Linked DNA regions of Mus musculus: region 1 is linked to region 2. A link is a contact called in public HiChIP or PLAC-seq data. All regions are on one chromosome and are shown on one strand. The core of a region is the stretch at or near the end of the contact, and the rest is flanking DNA. Distances in the headings are between cores, read along the strand shown. Region 1 overlaps Slc12a8 (solute carrier family 12 (potassium/chloride transporters), member 8). Region 2 has its middle 56 kb from the start of Snx4.

The links. HiChIP or PLAC-seq counts read pairs in DNA pulled down with a chosen protein or histone mark.
Region 1: a contact with region 2 is called in an H3K27ac HiChIP or PLAC-seq map of regulatory T cells, with 5 times the contacts expected there. The contact joins two enhancer-like sites. A contact is called at or near these places in 11 of 484 Hi-C or Micro-C datasets (the G1E-ER4 cell line, bone marrow-derived macrophages and embryonic stem cells) and 1 of 115 datasets of contacts at active chromatin or transcription factors (regulatory T cells).

The regions. Positions count from the first base shown.
Region 1 is chr16:33,604,046-33,611,018 of GRCm38.p6, reverse strand. Slc12a8 (solute carrier family 12 (potassium/chloride transporters), member 8) reads right to left here. Exons shown (of 13, transcript NM_134251.3): 6 at 4,766-4,853; 7 at 2,787-2,874. Among named protein-coding and RNA genes, the nearest start is that of Heg1, 77 kb to the left of the region's middle. Within about 2 kb of position 3,993, at least 69 of the 459 cell types and tissues checked have an H3K27ac peak or open chromatin away from gene starts, as enhancers often do. A contact at or near this core is called in regulatory T cells, where this site is marked.
Region 2 is chr16:33,303,343-33,310,658 of GRCm38.p6, reverse strand. No RefSeq gene overlaps it. Among named protein-coding and RNA genes, the nearest start is that of Snx4, 56 kb to the right of the region's middle. Within about 2 kb of position 3,703, at least 34 of the 459 cell types and tissues checked have an H3K27ac peak or open chromatin away from gene starts, as enhancers often do. A contact at or near this core is called in regulatory T cells, where this site is marked.

The DNA of each region.
Region 1 (6,973 bases), core at 2,744-5,243, 300 kb before region 2:
TGAAAGGTATGACAGAGTGTCTCTAAAATAGATGTCTCCTCGTATAAGGATGTCCCCATGATGTCCCCCATGAGTGTGAAAGGGTTGAATTCTAATAACCCCCTGCCATGGGTCACTCTGTGATTTCACAACCACCACATGGAGTAATGTGCTTGAAGGAAGAGTGAGGGAAAAGTTCTTCCATTGTGGGAGAAGTGGGTTGGAAAGACAGAGAATTAGAAATAGATCAGAGGAAGCTGCAGGGAACCCAGACAGAGAGGATCAGCTGCCCGGGCCCACATGGGAAAGGACTGAGAAACCCAGGAGCCATCCAAGGGGACTGTTCACTGGCAGGCACTGGCAGGGCCATGCAAAGGAGCAGCACAGAGAGCATGTTTAAAGCCAGCTGCTCTCTGTGTCTGACGGTGACTGTGGGGAACACGGACAGATGTAGCCCAGCTTAGAACCCAGACCTGAGCCGAGTGGTTTAATAAAACTACATGAGAGTGATGGACTATCCATAAAGATACCTCGAGAAGCGGACATCCCTGCGTTCTGGTGCAAGCTCACACAGCCCAACTGTCTGAATATAGTGCCTACCACTGCAGCCACTTCAGACCCAGAGGGAGACACGGGGGTGGGGGGGAGGAGTCTGGGAAAGGATCATGGGTAATCCTTTGGGGGAAGGATGATGGAGCGCTCCGCTCCTGGAGTTTTCCTCGCTGGTCCATCCCCGGGCACCCTGCATCTGCTGAGAACCAGAACAGTCGTCTTGCTTTTCTCAGTGGCCTTCACTGCCTGATCCAGGGAAAGGTCTCTGTGTAGCCTCTAAAGTCTACACTCCATTTCTCACCCTAGCATGTGCATCAGAGCCAAGCCTGGGTAGTGCATGCTGCCGACTGGACTTCCTACCTGTCTCACTGTTCTGGACCAGTGGTGCTCCCAAGAAGGTCCTCCCTGTCAGCAGGTTTATTACTGATTGAGGACCTTCCACCCACAGAGGCTGTGGAGGCTGCAGCAGGCACCTCTGAGATGGTTCTGACCTATGCTGGGGTCAGCTTCCTTGGTGACAAGGCCTCCCCCATGTGCACCCTGAGCCTTCCCTCCAGAGCAGAGGATGGGAAGATGAGCCACACCCAGCGGGGAATCTGCCTCCCTCTATCCAGACCAGAGTCTAGTGAAGAGAGCACTGGGGAGGGAGCTAGCTGCGAGAGAGGAAGCAGTCTCAGAGGCAGGCAGAGCTACACACACACACACACACACACACACACACACACACACACACCCTTAGCTGCAGACAAGCAGGTGTCCCTGGAGGAGCCACTCCTTCTCCATTCAGTGGCTTACTGAGGTTTTCAGTTTCTCATGTGCAGCCACACTTGCCACTCCACTGAGAAGGGATCTGTGGAGGTCAGATTTCAGATGGAACTGTGTGTGTGTGTGTTCATGTTCATGCATGTATGCATGTGTATGTGTGTCTGTGCATGTGTATGTGTGTGTATGAAAGTGGGTGTGAGGATGTGTGTGTCAGTGTGTGCGTGCGTGCATGCACACATGCATGCAAGTGCACACACTTGCATGCGTGCATGCGTGCACACATGCATGCAAGTGCACACACTTGCACATAGGAGGGGAGAGAGAAAGAGAAAGAGAGAAGAGAGGGGGAAACTTCCTTGAAAGCAAACCTTGCAACCCAGTGTCCAAGATTTGGGGCCCTTCCCATCCTGCCTGTGGTCTACGGTCATGACCTCTGGAAACAAGTGTCACCTGTACTGGAATCTACTCACTATAAAGAGAGACCTGAGTGGATGTGGAGAGCAGCCTCAAGCGCATCTTTAGAAAGTAGTTCCGTCTCCTCTGTCAGGATTTCCCATCACTGGCCTCCTGTGCTCAGCTCTACCCCAGAGAGCAGTGCAGGAATTCACAACGCTGGCCTAATTGGCCACCATTCTCTAAAAATTATGGGAGTTTCAGAGTCTGCTTTTATTCTGTGAACTCGGGGCACCATAGGAGTTTTAGGGGATTTTTTTTTCTTCAGAAAATCTAATTCTTTTGAGGTTAAGAGCCAAATATGTGTCCTTGGTGTCACATGACCTCCATTCTGTAAAGAAGCAGTGGAACTCAAGGAATTCATTAATCTGACCTGGTTTGTAGTCCAGAAACAAAGATGTTGTAGCCAAACCAACCAAGAGTTGCTGAGATTCTCAGGAGAGACTTCCTCCTGTCTTTCTCCATGCCAGCCCTGCCCTGGGGGAGCGTGTGTGCCGAGAGAACACATTCCCACTTTCTCCTTCCAGCTTGTGGGCTGGGAGATGTAATTTAGGTCCTCAGGCTTCGAAGAAAGAACCTTAGTCCATTGAGCCCTCTTCCTTGCTTTTTGAGACAGTGTCTCTCACTGAGACCTGGGCTCACTAAGTAGGCTGGTTGACCAGAAAGCCCCAGAGAGCCACTCCCAGCATCTTACATGAATCTTGTGGGGGACCACTGGGGTCTTCATGCTTGTACAGCAAGCATTTTAACATCTGACTACCTACCCTGTCATTTGTCTTGATTTTTGACATGGAAAGATGACCCTGTTATCTAGTCTCCTGAATTCATGTCCCTCTTTGGATGCTGGAATCTGAACGCCATTATGAGGATCCACAGAGAGATGTTGCACATTCTCCATATGCCAGCACCCAAAACCTCCAACTTGGTCCTGGGCTGAAGGCAATACAGATTCTCAGACAGAGCTGCAAGAGGAGGCTGTTGGGTGTTGGGTGTTCATGGAACAAGTAAGCCCTTTGGGCAGCACAGGATGCACCCACCTTTTCAGCTATCAGGAAGTCAGAGCGGAGGGCCTCTCGGGTACAGACGGCACCAAGCAGGAAGGCAAAGATGATGTAGAGAAACCACCTGCAAAATCCAAGAGAAAGAGCTGCCATATTGTCCAGCCCCAATCCCACCAAGCCTCAGTTTTCTATGGGAACCTGAGTCATGAAAGAAGGCCAGCCATGGAGCCATGGAGAAGCCTGGGAAGGTGCATTTTGTACTCTTTCTACTCTATAGTGTATTTCTTGGCCAAAAGAAACCAAGGTAGCAGTGGTTTTAATCTTATATTAAGAAAGGGTATTGAAGTGGGGAAATGGGAAGCCCAGCTTCCCGGACTTGGCCAGGGTTGACCTGCTGTCCTGCAGTCCATCTATCTTCCTCCAGTAGAAGAATTACCCAGTCATGTGTTGGACCTCTCCGGTCTCTAGACCACAGGCAACAGTGTACTTAAGTGCTTTTGTTAACTTGGCACAAGCTAGGATCACCTGAAAAGAAGGAACCTCAACTGAGAAAATGTCTCTGTAAGATTGGCCTGTGACCCGTAGGTGAGTATAGCCGGCATTTTCTTGATTAAGGATTGATAGCGGAGGGTACAGCCCACTGTGGGTGGTACCATCCCTAGGCAGATGGTCTGTAAGAAAGCAAGCTGAGCAAGCCAGTAAGCAGCATTCCTTCATCTATCATCTCTGCTTTCCGCTCCTGCCTCCAGTCTGACTTTCCGCCATGATGAATGTATACTGAGATTAACTGTTTCCTCCCCAAGGTCCAGCAACAGAAAGCAAATGAAGACACAGAGGGGAGAATTAACAGGTGAAGCTGTAGAGTGGCTCTGCCATCAAGCTGTTCTGGGTGGCTGACTAAGTCACATGACCCTGAGATCTGCCCATTCCCGGCTGGGCCATGACACACAAGGCTCCTCTGACTTCCAGCTCTGTGTAAAGCAGGACAGGTGCTCATGTGGAACCTCCTCTCTCCCCCTCTCTCATGCTCAGCTCTTCCTGATCGTTTTATGCTCTTCACAATGTCCTTGCCTCTTTTATACACACGGCCTGGTGCCCTGTGCCTGGCTGGCAGCAAGGGACTTGTGTCAGTAAGCATTCACAGGCAGATATTTTAACATTTTCAAGTGCTGTCATTAAAATAGCACAGGCACTGCCAGCTCCTCGTGGCAGGGTTCTTTCTGCCTATGACCTCACTGCATTTCCGCACCTATTCAGTGAAGGCAGAGAGGTGCCCTCCTGCCTACTACACAGGGGAAATAACAGAAGACTCTAGAAGGAAAAAAAACAAAAAACAAAAAACCCAGACTCAAGGTCTTGTTAGTCAGGTGACAGCAGCGTGATAGGAACTAAAACCCCAGAAACCAGCAACTGAGGGAGGGGGAGCCCCATCTCTGAGCTTCTGCTACTTGCATCATGTAGCATCTCCCTCCATTCATTCGGTACACATATGACATGTAGACATCCCCATCCTCTCTCTCTCTCTCTCTCTCTCTCTCTCTCTCTCTCTCTCTCTCTCTCTCCCTCTCTCTCCCCTCCCTCCCTCCCTCTCTCCTTTCATAGAAGCTCAGAAGGCTGACAAATGGAATGCCGATGCTAGTCTATGAGATTACCCAATGCTTCATCCCCATGTTCCCACCATGACCCTGGGAACTCTGAATTAAAAAAAAAAAAAATCCCCAAGTTCAAAAGAAGGTGGAGAAGAGGCAGGGTGGTTGGGGGTGGGGCAAGGAAGGATTATTTTGCATTCATGATCCCCCTCCTCCCACAGCATTCTCAGGCAGGACTGTGAAAGGGCAGCATCAGAACCCACCAGACGTGAATTTTCCAGCCCACCGAGTGTAAAAAGGAGGATTGGAATACGAAATAGGTTGGTCACAGCCAGGGCATTCTCAGAACAAAAGGGGCAGCCCCCTCTTCTGCCTGGGTTTTCTCTCCCATTCTCCAGCTCAGACCAATCTAAGAGGGGAACTTACGAGACGCCAACAGCTGCTAGGGAGCCTAAGGGGACACTGTCAGCAGGGTCTCTCAGGTCTCCTCCCATGTTGAAGCCAGCCATGACTCCTGAAAGACACCCAGACAAGAGATGAAGTGAGGCAGGGTACTCTGTCAATCAAAGAGCTCTCCCCAGGGTGGTCCCTTCTTCTCCTCCAGGCTCTTTCCTAGAAGCTGTCATTTGAAGGACTGCAGGCTGGCCGCCTGTCTATCTCCCTAGGCAACTGGGGAGGCATCTACAGGGATGTGAAAGGGACCTTTGTGGATTGTGCGCTGAGGAGGAAACCCCTCCCTGCTACAAAAGCATCTTATCACTCCATGAAAGTGTTAAGGATGAGGGAGGTGTGATCAGAGCCACACAAAGGTCCTGATGGGGCATTCTGAGCTCTGCCTGCTTGCTTAGCTGGGACAGTGCCCAAGTGGCTCAGCGGGAATCAAAGGGCCTGCAGAGTTCTTCAGCAACTAATTCACAGAGGGTTCAAGCACTTCTGGGGTTAGGTATCATCCAGCAGCCAGGACCAGGTGCCATGTTCAGAGCTACAAATGACAAAAATCTGAGGTGAACACTCTGGCAAATCTTTTCCGTATTACCTCAAGTCCCAAGAACCCCAGTGGAAGCATTGGAAAGGTAAAGGCACTTGGATCTCTGTGAGTCTGAAGCCAGCCTAGTCTACACGGCAAGTTCCAGGACAGCCAAAGAGTCAGAGTGAAAGGAAGCCTGCCTCAAGAAACTACCCATCCCCTACCCTCCCAAAAGATAATGAAAATTAATTCATCCATCCTGGTGAGGGACCAATAGCATGGCTGAGGAGAAGGGAGATGCTTTCTCTCTAGACACACTCAATAGAACAAAGTGTTCTGAAGTAGAGTAAGAGTCTAGCCCATAAGTATGCTCAATCAACTCGGTGTGATGGAGAACGTGGCCATGAAACTCTGACACAGCAGGGACACATGGTTTCATGTGGAGCATCATAGTGGTTTGAATAAAAATGACCCTCACAGGCCTCCATAGGCCCATAGAGAGTGCCACTATTAAAAGGTATGGCCTTCTTAAAAGTAGGCATGGCCTTGTTGAAGGAAGTGTGCCACTGTGAGGGTGGGCTTTGAGGTCTCAGAAGTTCAAGCCCAGGCTCAGTGGCTCATAGTTCTCTTTCTGCTGCCTGTGGATCAAGATGAAGAACTCTCATCTCCTCCAGCACCATGTCTACCTGCATCCTGCCATGCTTTCTGCCATGATGATAATGGACTGAACCTCTGAACTGTAAAGCAGCCCCAATGAAATGTTTTTCTTTATAAGAGTTGCCTTGGTCATGGTGTCTGTTCACAGCAGTAACTAAGACAGAAGTGTCCCTGAAGGAGATTTTAGTGGACTCAGGGATGTCATGGGTTTGATACCACTACTATTGACTTACATTCAGCCTACAGGGCTGGGTAAGAGCTTCATGCGAATTTTATTTTTGTTTAACCCTTAAAACAACCACATCCGAAAAGTGGAATGACTTTCTCATTCTATAGAAAAGTTCCTAAAGAAGTTGGTTGAAGCAGCCTAAAGGCTCACATCCAGTAAACTGCAGAGCCAGGCTTTACCCAGGGGATGCCGAGTCGAGGGGAAGTTTGAAGCCAGAAAGTCACAGGGTTCTACTTCAAAAGAACCCTGAATGCCGGGCCAAGACTTGGATCTGCATACATTTTCGTCCTAGTGATTCTGCCAAGGGTACTGTGCTGGACAGTCTATACTGCCATCCTGGCACAACCTGAAGTCACCTGGTAAGAGCCACCTCGACTGAAGAATTGTCTCAATCAGATTGGCCTGAGGACACGTCTGTGAGGAATGATCTTGATTGGTGACTGATGTGAAAGGGCCCAGCCCACTGTGGGCGGCACCATCCCTATACCCAGTGGGCCTAGCTTATGACAAAGCTAACAAGCAAGCCAGTAAGCAGCATTCCTCCATGGTCTCTGATTTAGTTTCTCCCTCCAGGTTCCTGTCTTGAGTTCCTTCAGTGATGGACTGTTACTGGGAAATATAAGTCAAATGGACTGGATAGTTTTATGTCAGCTTGACATGAGCTCTAGTGATCCAAGAGGAAGGAACCTCAAGTAAGAAAATGCCTCCATAAGATCAAGTTGTAGGCAAGGTCATGGTGCATTTTCCTAATTAGTGATTGATGAGGTAGGGTCCAGCCCAT
Region 2 (7,316 bases), core at 2,454-4,953:
GGAGGGACCGGAACAGACCAGAGCCAGGCCAGGGCTGGGTGGAGGGCGAGCAGGTTAGGTAGCCAGTGTACAAACTGCGAGGAGGCTGCCTCCTAGGGATGGCCTCCTTCCCACCCCAGCCCTAGGTGTCCCCGTCCCCCAAATGGCCAGGGGCAAAGTATGGTGCAGGTATGATGGGTGCTGAGCCAGCAGACTTACCTCTATAGCTCTGGGTGGCTTTGTACACCTTCAGTCACCTGGCCACTCAGAACAGCACAGGGCTGGGAGCACCCCAGCTGCGCTGGACCCACAGGTGTAGGCGGGGCTGGGGGCCTGCTGCTCTAACTACATCCCAGCTGGGCTGACTTTGCTGATCCAGTTGCCTTATTTTACCTTCACTGACCCCATGTGGCTGTGACTAAACGCCTGGGGAAAGCAAGTTAGCAGAAGAAAAGGTTTGCTTTGATACGTGGATTCAGGTCATTGTGGTTTGGCTCCACCCCTTTGAGCCTGTTGGTCAGGCAGTACAGCACAGGGGAGAGTATGAACCAGAGGAGAGCTGTTTCCCTGTTTCTGGGCAGCCAGGAAGGGTGGGGGGGGGGGGGCTAGTGTCCCAGCATTCCCTTTAAGGGTGAACATCCATCACCTGACTTCCTTCTGCTAGGCTCCACCTCTTAAAGGTTCAACCACCTTCCCATAGTGAGTGCCATGGCTGGCAACTAAGTATTAAAAGCAAAGCATAGGGCTGGTGAGATGGCTCAGTGGGTAAGAGCACCCGACTGCTCTTCCGAAGGTCCGGAGTTCAAATCCTAGCAACCACATGGTGGCTCACAACCATCTGTAACAAGATCTGACTCCCTCTTCTGGAGTGTCTGAAGACAGCTACAGTGTACTTACATATAACCAAAGCATAGGTTAACAAGATGGCTCAGAGGATAAAGACACTTGCCACCAAGCTTGTCAAGCTAAGTTGGATCCTTGTCTTGGGCTCCACATGGTGGAAAAAGAAACTGACTCTCAGTGGTCCTTTGATCTTTGAATGTGTGTGGTGGTGGTGGTGGTGGTGGTGTGTGTGTGTGCGCGCACACACACACTAATAATGATGATGATGATGATAAATATTCTTTTAAGATATGGTCTCACTATGTAGCACTGGCTGATCCCAAATTGTCTATGTAGACCAGGCTATCCTTGATCTCACAGAGATCCACTTGCCTCTGCCTCCCAAGTGCAAGAATTAAAGGCATGCGCTACCTTGCACAGTTAAATAAATTCTTTTTAAAAGATCCAAAACATAGCAAAATGGAAGGAGTAGCTCACCTCTCAAACACAACTCTACTCTCTAGCTGCTTCTTAGCTGGCCTACCATGAAGGGCTTCCAGATGGTGCCCCTCCCCCACCTTGAGACACTCCAGCCTGAGTTCAGGCCCCCAGGGCTCATGGGTACCCAGCACCTTGAAGCCAGATGTTCTAAGCTGCTCCAGGGTTCAGGGAATAAAGCAAAGAGACGGGCCTAGGGTTTTGTAGCAAGTAGATTTCAAGTTTTACCAAGGTCAGGATGAGCAGGTGGAGTGACCTGGGAGTGGACCCATCTGCATGCATAGGACTGCACGATGGCCCCAAGCTGTTTGTAGCCAAGCTTAGTTTTCTGCTTTTTGCAGCTCAGCATTGACTGGGAAAAGAACTCAATTGTCAAGTCCCCTTCCCTCTCCCCACTCCCTCCTCATGTAATTGTTCTGTTAGCACTTGCAGACATTTGTACTAATTAGTTAATTTCATTTTATGCCTAGTTAGGGCCCCAAATGGGGAATCTACAAATTAATGTCAACTCACGAGGCAAATCAATGGACTCCAACAGCCCCCAGCCTTCTGGTTCTGGTTTGAGTTTCTAAGCAGCCAGGATGGGATATTTCCTTCGAAATCCTCAAAAAGGCAATGTTTCAGATTCATTGAGTGCCTAATTGCACGGCTCATGAGGGAAGCTCCCATCAAAAATGAAAACGCAGTCTCCCATGAGCCTCTGCTCCTCTCTTCTCTAGCCTTCACCACCAGCAGGCTCAGCCTGAGCCCAGTTCCAGACACAAACCTCACTGGCCTGCCCTTCCCTGACCCTTCCTCCCATTCTAACAGGGACTGGTTATCATATGAGGAAGACCTGTGTGTAAACATAGCAAAGTCACTTTCCCTCTCTGGCCTCAAGCTTTCTCACAACTTCTGGGGAAATGGGGTTGCTTTCTCAAGGAAATGAGAGGCCCTGCTAGGAACACAGAAAATGCATGGCTCTTGTGATGTTGTTGCCTGGGTTAGCCTGGTACTACGTAGTTCAGGATGGCCTCAAAGTCACATAGCCTCTCTTGTTCAGCTTCTCAGGGGCTGGTATCAGAGGCATGGGCCACCATCCCCAGACTGTCAGGTTCTGGACTAGGATGTGAAGAGAGCAGGGGTGGCCATGGCTCAGGGGAGAGCTGATGCCAGCCGAGCGACTGGCACTTGTGGACCACTAGGCCATATTTGACTTGTGCTGGCAGCTGCAGGGAGGAGCAGCCTCCAGCTTTACAGTGATGTCTGGGGCCTGAAGCTTCTCCTCTGGCTGTGGAGTAGACAGACAAGCACGATGAGACCGGCACCTGCCAGTGACCAACCCATGCTGTGAGTTCAAAGATCTCTGTCCGCAAAACACTGAGTGTGGGGCCGGGCTGCTCGTAGGCTGACCATGTGAAGAGAGATGTCTGTGTGCCAGTCCCAAGTACCCTGTCCTCGAGGCTTGAGTGGGTATGGTCTGGCTCCGTGCCAACTGCTTTGTCAGCAGAGGCAAGCAGAAAAACAACCTTTTAAGTCCTTCATGATGTGTGTGTGTTGAAGAATATATGGTGAATCTTGGTTTCTTAAAAAAAAAAAAAACCCAGTTATGCTATGTGCATGTTTTTGTTTTAATCTCAGGTGTGGGATAGAGGTTCCTTTAGTTTGTCCACAGCTGCTGTGATTTTTTTTTCATATTCTAGGAGGGGTGTGATCTTTGCCAGCTAAAAAATTGTTTATATTTGGAATTCTGGCGACTCTTGAGAGGGTATAAATGCGAGAGCCCTGAGCACGCGTGTGGAGGCTGCTTCTGGTTCCTCCTGCTTCCTCCTGGGCTCTGCTGCACTTGCTATTGCTGGATTGCTGGTTGGAGATGTCCTGAAGATAGAGATTGGATTTGCCACGGAACCCAATGCCCCTAGTCAGCAGGAAGTAGTATAAAGAGGTCTATACCTTTCCCTTCTAAACCTCTTTCTTACCTAGTGTTGCGGTGGGAGGATGGAAGGCATTAAGGTGGAATAAGGACTGGAAGTGTGGTAGGTATAAGAACCCAATAAAATAACAACAACAAAAATATCCAAGACAAAAACACAAGGACATACTATACCATCTTTCTAATCTAAAAGTGTGAAAACTTCTCATCTCTTCATTCTCCCAAGTGGAGTGTGTATTTCTCTTTTTGAAATAGTTTTTGGAGGCATTCGGGTATATTCCCAGCCTGGACAACATGACAAATCCTATTCTCAGAAGGACTGGGTTAGGATGTGTGGCTCAGTGGTAGAGCACCTGGATTCTCCCTGGAAGCCCTCCTTAGAGGACAGGCAAGCTCAACTCCCCCTCAAAAGGCTTCACTGCGTAGGACAGTGAGGTATCATCCAAGCCTGGTGAGTCCCCAGAAGACAGTCTCCTCTGAGTAATTACATTGCCAAAATGTAGGTAGAAAGGTCCAAGTTTAAAGGTCTGTTTACTTTATTGCCCTTTTACCACATGGACTGTGCCTGCTTGGTTAATGTTTATTTTGTTGAATAATCTAGTTTTAGTCACATCAATAAAAGTCCGTGCTACTTTTATAAAACAAAAACCAGTTTCAACCAGAGGTTTCTCCTGGGTCCGTTAGCTTTGCTGCCACCTAGTGGCACACTCCTAGAGTGCAGGGCTGGCCATATGGGACAGCCACCAGAGTTCCTTCCCTGGGCTAGAGTTCAGGGACTGCCTATAAGTGAGGTAGCCAGCCTGACCGAGGTTTACTCTAAATTCTAATTTCTACATACTAAAATAGAAAGTTCTCTATATGGGGGCAGGAGATTGTCACAATCAAAAGAACCAATGACCATCAAATGCCTAGTGTCCTGTAATTATTCAATGTCTTGGTGGAGAACTTGCTCTCACGGAGTGGTTTCCAACTGTTTATTATTATTAAGTATTATTATTAGTCTGTTTATTTAATGTGCATTGGTGTTTTATGTGCATGTATGTTGGCATAAGGGTGTCAGATCTTCTGGAACTGGAGTTATAGACAGTTATAAGCTGCCACATGGGTGCTCAGAGTTGAACTCATGTCCTCTGGAAGAGCAACCAGTGCTCTTTACTGTCGAGCCATCTCTCCAGCCCCTCCCAGATGTTTTTTTATAGATTCCTGGTCTCATGGTTTCTGTCACTGACCCCAGTGATATTACAGACAGGCACTACATTGTCAGGCACAACCTAAGTCTACGTTGGTCAGGCACTGTGGACCAGAGGTGAGAGAGAGAGCCCGATCAGGAGGGGTGTGGGTAAATCTAGCAAGTGATATTTAACAAATAAAGAGAAAGTCAGCCAGGAGCCCAAGGACTGGGAGAGGGCTGCCTGGATGGCGGCACAAGGGGGCACTAAGTCAAAAACACTGCAAGATTTTAAGAATGAATGACTCAGCAGAAGACAGCTGAAGATTCCAATTTTATAAATCTATAAATGAATTGAGCATGGTGGCACACATCTGTAATGCTTGTAAACTTGAAGGCTGAGATGGGAAGACTTGGAGTTTGCTAACCTGGGCTACACAAGATGCTGACAAAAATAAGGGGTGCAGAGGTAGTTGTCGCTAATGCGCTTGCCACACAGACACAAGGGCCAAAGAATCCACCCCAAAAGCTGGGCACACTGAGGATCCCATCCCATCACTGAGGAGGAAGTAACCGGTGAACCCCAGAGTTCACTGACCAAGATTCAGGGAGGGAGCATGGCTATGGTTGCCAACTGGACATGCCAGGGAGGCGGAAACCCCAGTTCAAGAACTGCCTCCATCAGACTGGCGTATGGATATGTTTTGGGAGCATTGTCTTGACTGCTAATTGATGCGGGAAGGCCCAGCCCATTGTGAGCGGTGCCTTCTCTGGGTAGCAGCCTGGGCTGTATAAGAAATGTCAGCTGAAGTGCTCCTGTGGGAAAGCCAGTGTTCCTCCATGGTCTCCACTTCAGTTCCTACCTTGAGCTCCCTTGATGGATTGACACCTGTAAGCCAAATAAACCTATTATTCCCAAGATGCTTGTATCACAGCAACAGAAAGCAAAGGACATATACCTTTAAGGTAGGTTAAAATGGAGAAAAGAAAACGAGAAATTAGGCAGCTGGGTGTTGCTGTAGAAGAGAAGCACTATTTGTTGAGACAGAGTCCCACAGTGTAGCCCAGGCTGGACTCAAATTGCTTGCTGATCCTTCTATTCCAGCCCCCTAACTCCTAATATGACAGATGTGCACCACATCTAATGATGCGGGAGATTCTGACACATCTACACTATACTTGATAGATGAGGGAGAACAAAACAGATTACAATAAGGAAAATACTTGGACTCCAGTTTAGAGGCTTCCATAGTGGCCCACAGGGTGCACTGACCCCTGGTCCCTATAGCTATCCTTAATGCATACCAGGATTTGATCCTCTGAGCTCTTTCCATACTTACAAGCCAGCCATTTCAAGCACTTCAGGCTGCGTCCTCTCCAGGGGAGCTTCAGCAGTTTCAGGCCATGGTGTTTCTGAACAGAAGCATAGGGAAGCTCTCCCAGAGGAGGTAATGGGGGAGACCGTACGTCTAGGCACAGGAGGGGACCGAAGCTGAGCCAAGTCAGGCAATCGAAGTGGCCTTTCCAAAAGCCTGAAGCAATGAGAAGCCGATGCTGTGGTGCCCCAAGTTTGTGTGCTTGGATGTTAACCCCCAATGCAACAGTGTTAAAAGGTGGTTGGGCCGGAAGTGGTGATGCATACAAACCTGTACCCTCAGCACTCCGGAGGCACAATCAGGAGAATCTCTGGGTTTGAGGCCAGCCTGGGCTGCACAGAAAGACCCTATTTCAAAACAAACAAAAAGAGGCGTTGGGCCAGGAATTGGTTAATGTTGATTATGGAAAGGCTTTTAGTCACCCAGTCTCTTATGCTATCCTCCTACCCACCTGCCTGGCCGCCCACCCAGCCACCCATCCGTTTTTTGAGACAGGCTGCATCTAGCCCAGGATGAATTCATACTCTACATAAGGAAGGGTCCCCTCCACTTCCGATTCCCCTCTTCCTCTGTAGTCTGTCTTCTACCATGTGCTGACTCATCAAGATGGCAGATACAGCCTCTCCATCTTAGGCTTCCCAGTCCCCAGAGCTGTTCTGCTTTTCTGACCCAGGTATTGCTAAGTGGCCCCAGGTGGCCCGTCACTTGTTGTGTAGACCCAGATGAGTTCAAACTCACAACAATCCTCTCATCTCCATCTCCCGAGTGCTGAGATCACACCCATACCTTCCCCTATCTAGAATTTTTGTTATGATCACATAAGTTAGGCCTGAGGTCTGCACACTGCCTCCCAGGTGTGCCCTTTGCTGCTTCCTTAGCCAGCCTTCGTTCAGGCAGTGTCCCTGTCATGGATACACAGGTGCTCCCCCAAGAGCTTCAGTTTCCACCTCTCCCAGAGGACAGGGGGCTTCAGTTACTCCTGGGCTGGTGTCCATCGCAAACTGAACCTGAGCTGCCCAGGGCTCCAGGGTCAGGCGGATATGGGCGATTCCTGAGGTCCCTCCAGTTCCTAATGGGGGTACTAGGAAGCCTGCTGTTTGGGGCCTAGCTCATGTAGGACAACTGCTCTAAAGCCACCGGTAAGAGGTCACTGGCCTCCAGCTCACAGGCCAGGGTGTCATATACCAGCTCATGTTTAGGAAGGAACTGGAGAGTTATCGTAACCGTAACTGCCTGGGTAACTGAGCAGCAACGTTCATCCCGGCTGCACTTAGTCACCTGTTTCCTTGAGTCCTTCCCATACCCGCCTCACAGTAACCTTGGCCAGTCTCAGCTCAGCCTCCCAGGCTGTTGGAAAGGCAATGGAAGTGGCAGCCACAGGCTCTTGGGGGAGCTACACAGGCCAATTGACTAGGAGTCATTTCCCTCTAGTCTTAACTACTTAAGGCTTTCTGTTTGATTGGGGGGGGGGGCATGGTGGGAGGTCTAACCATGTTGTCTACGTTGGTCAGGAATTCACAGACTCAAATGATCCTTCCGCTCAGTGTCTCCTGAATAGCTA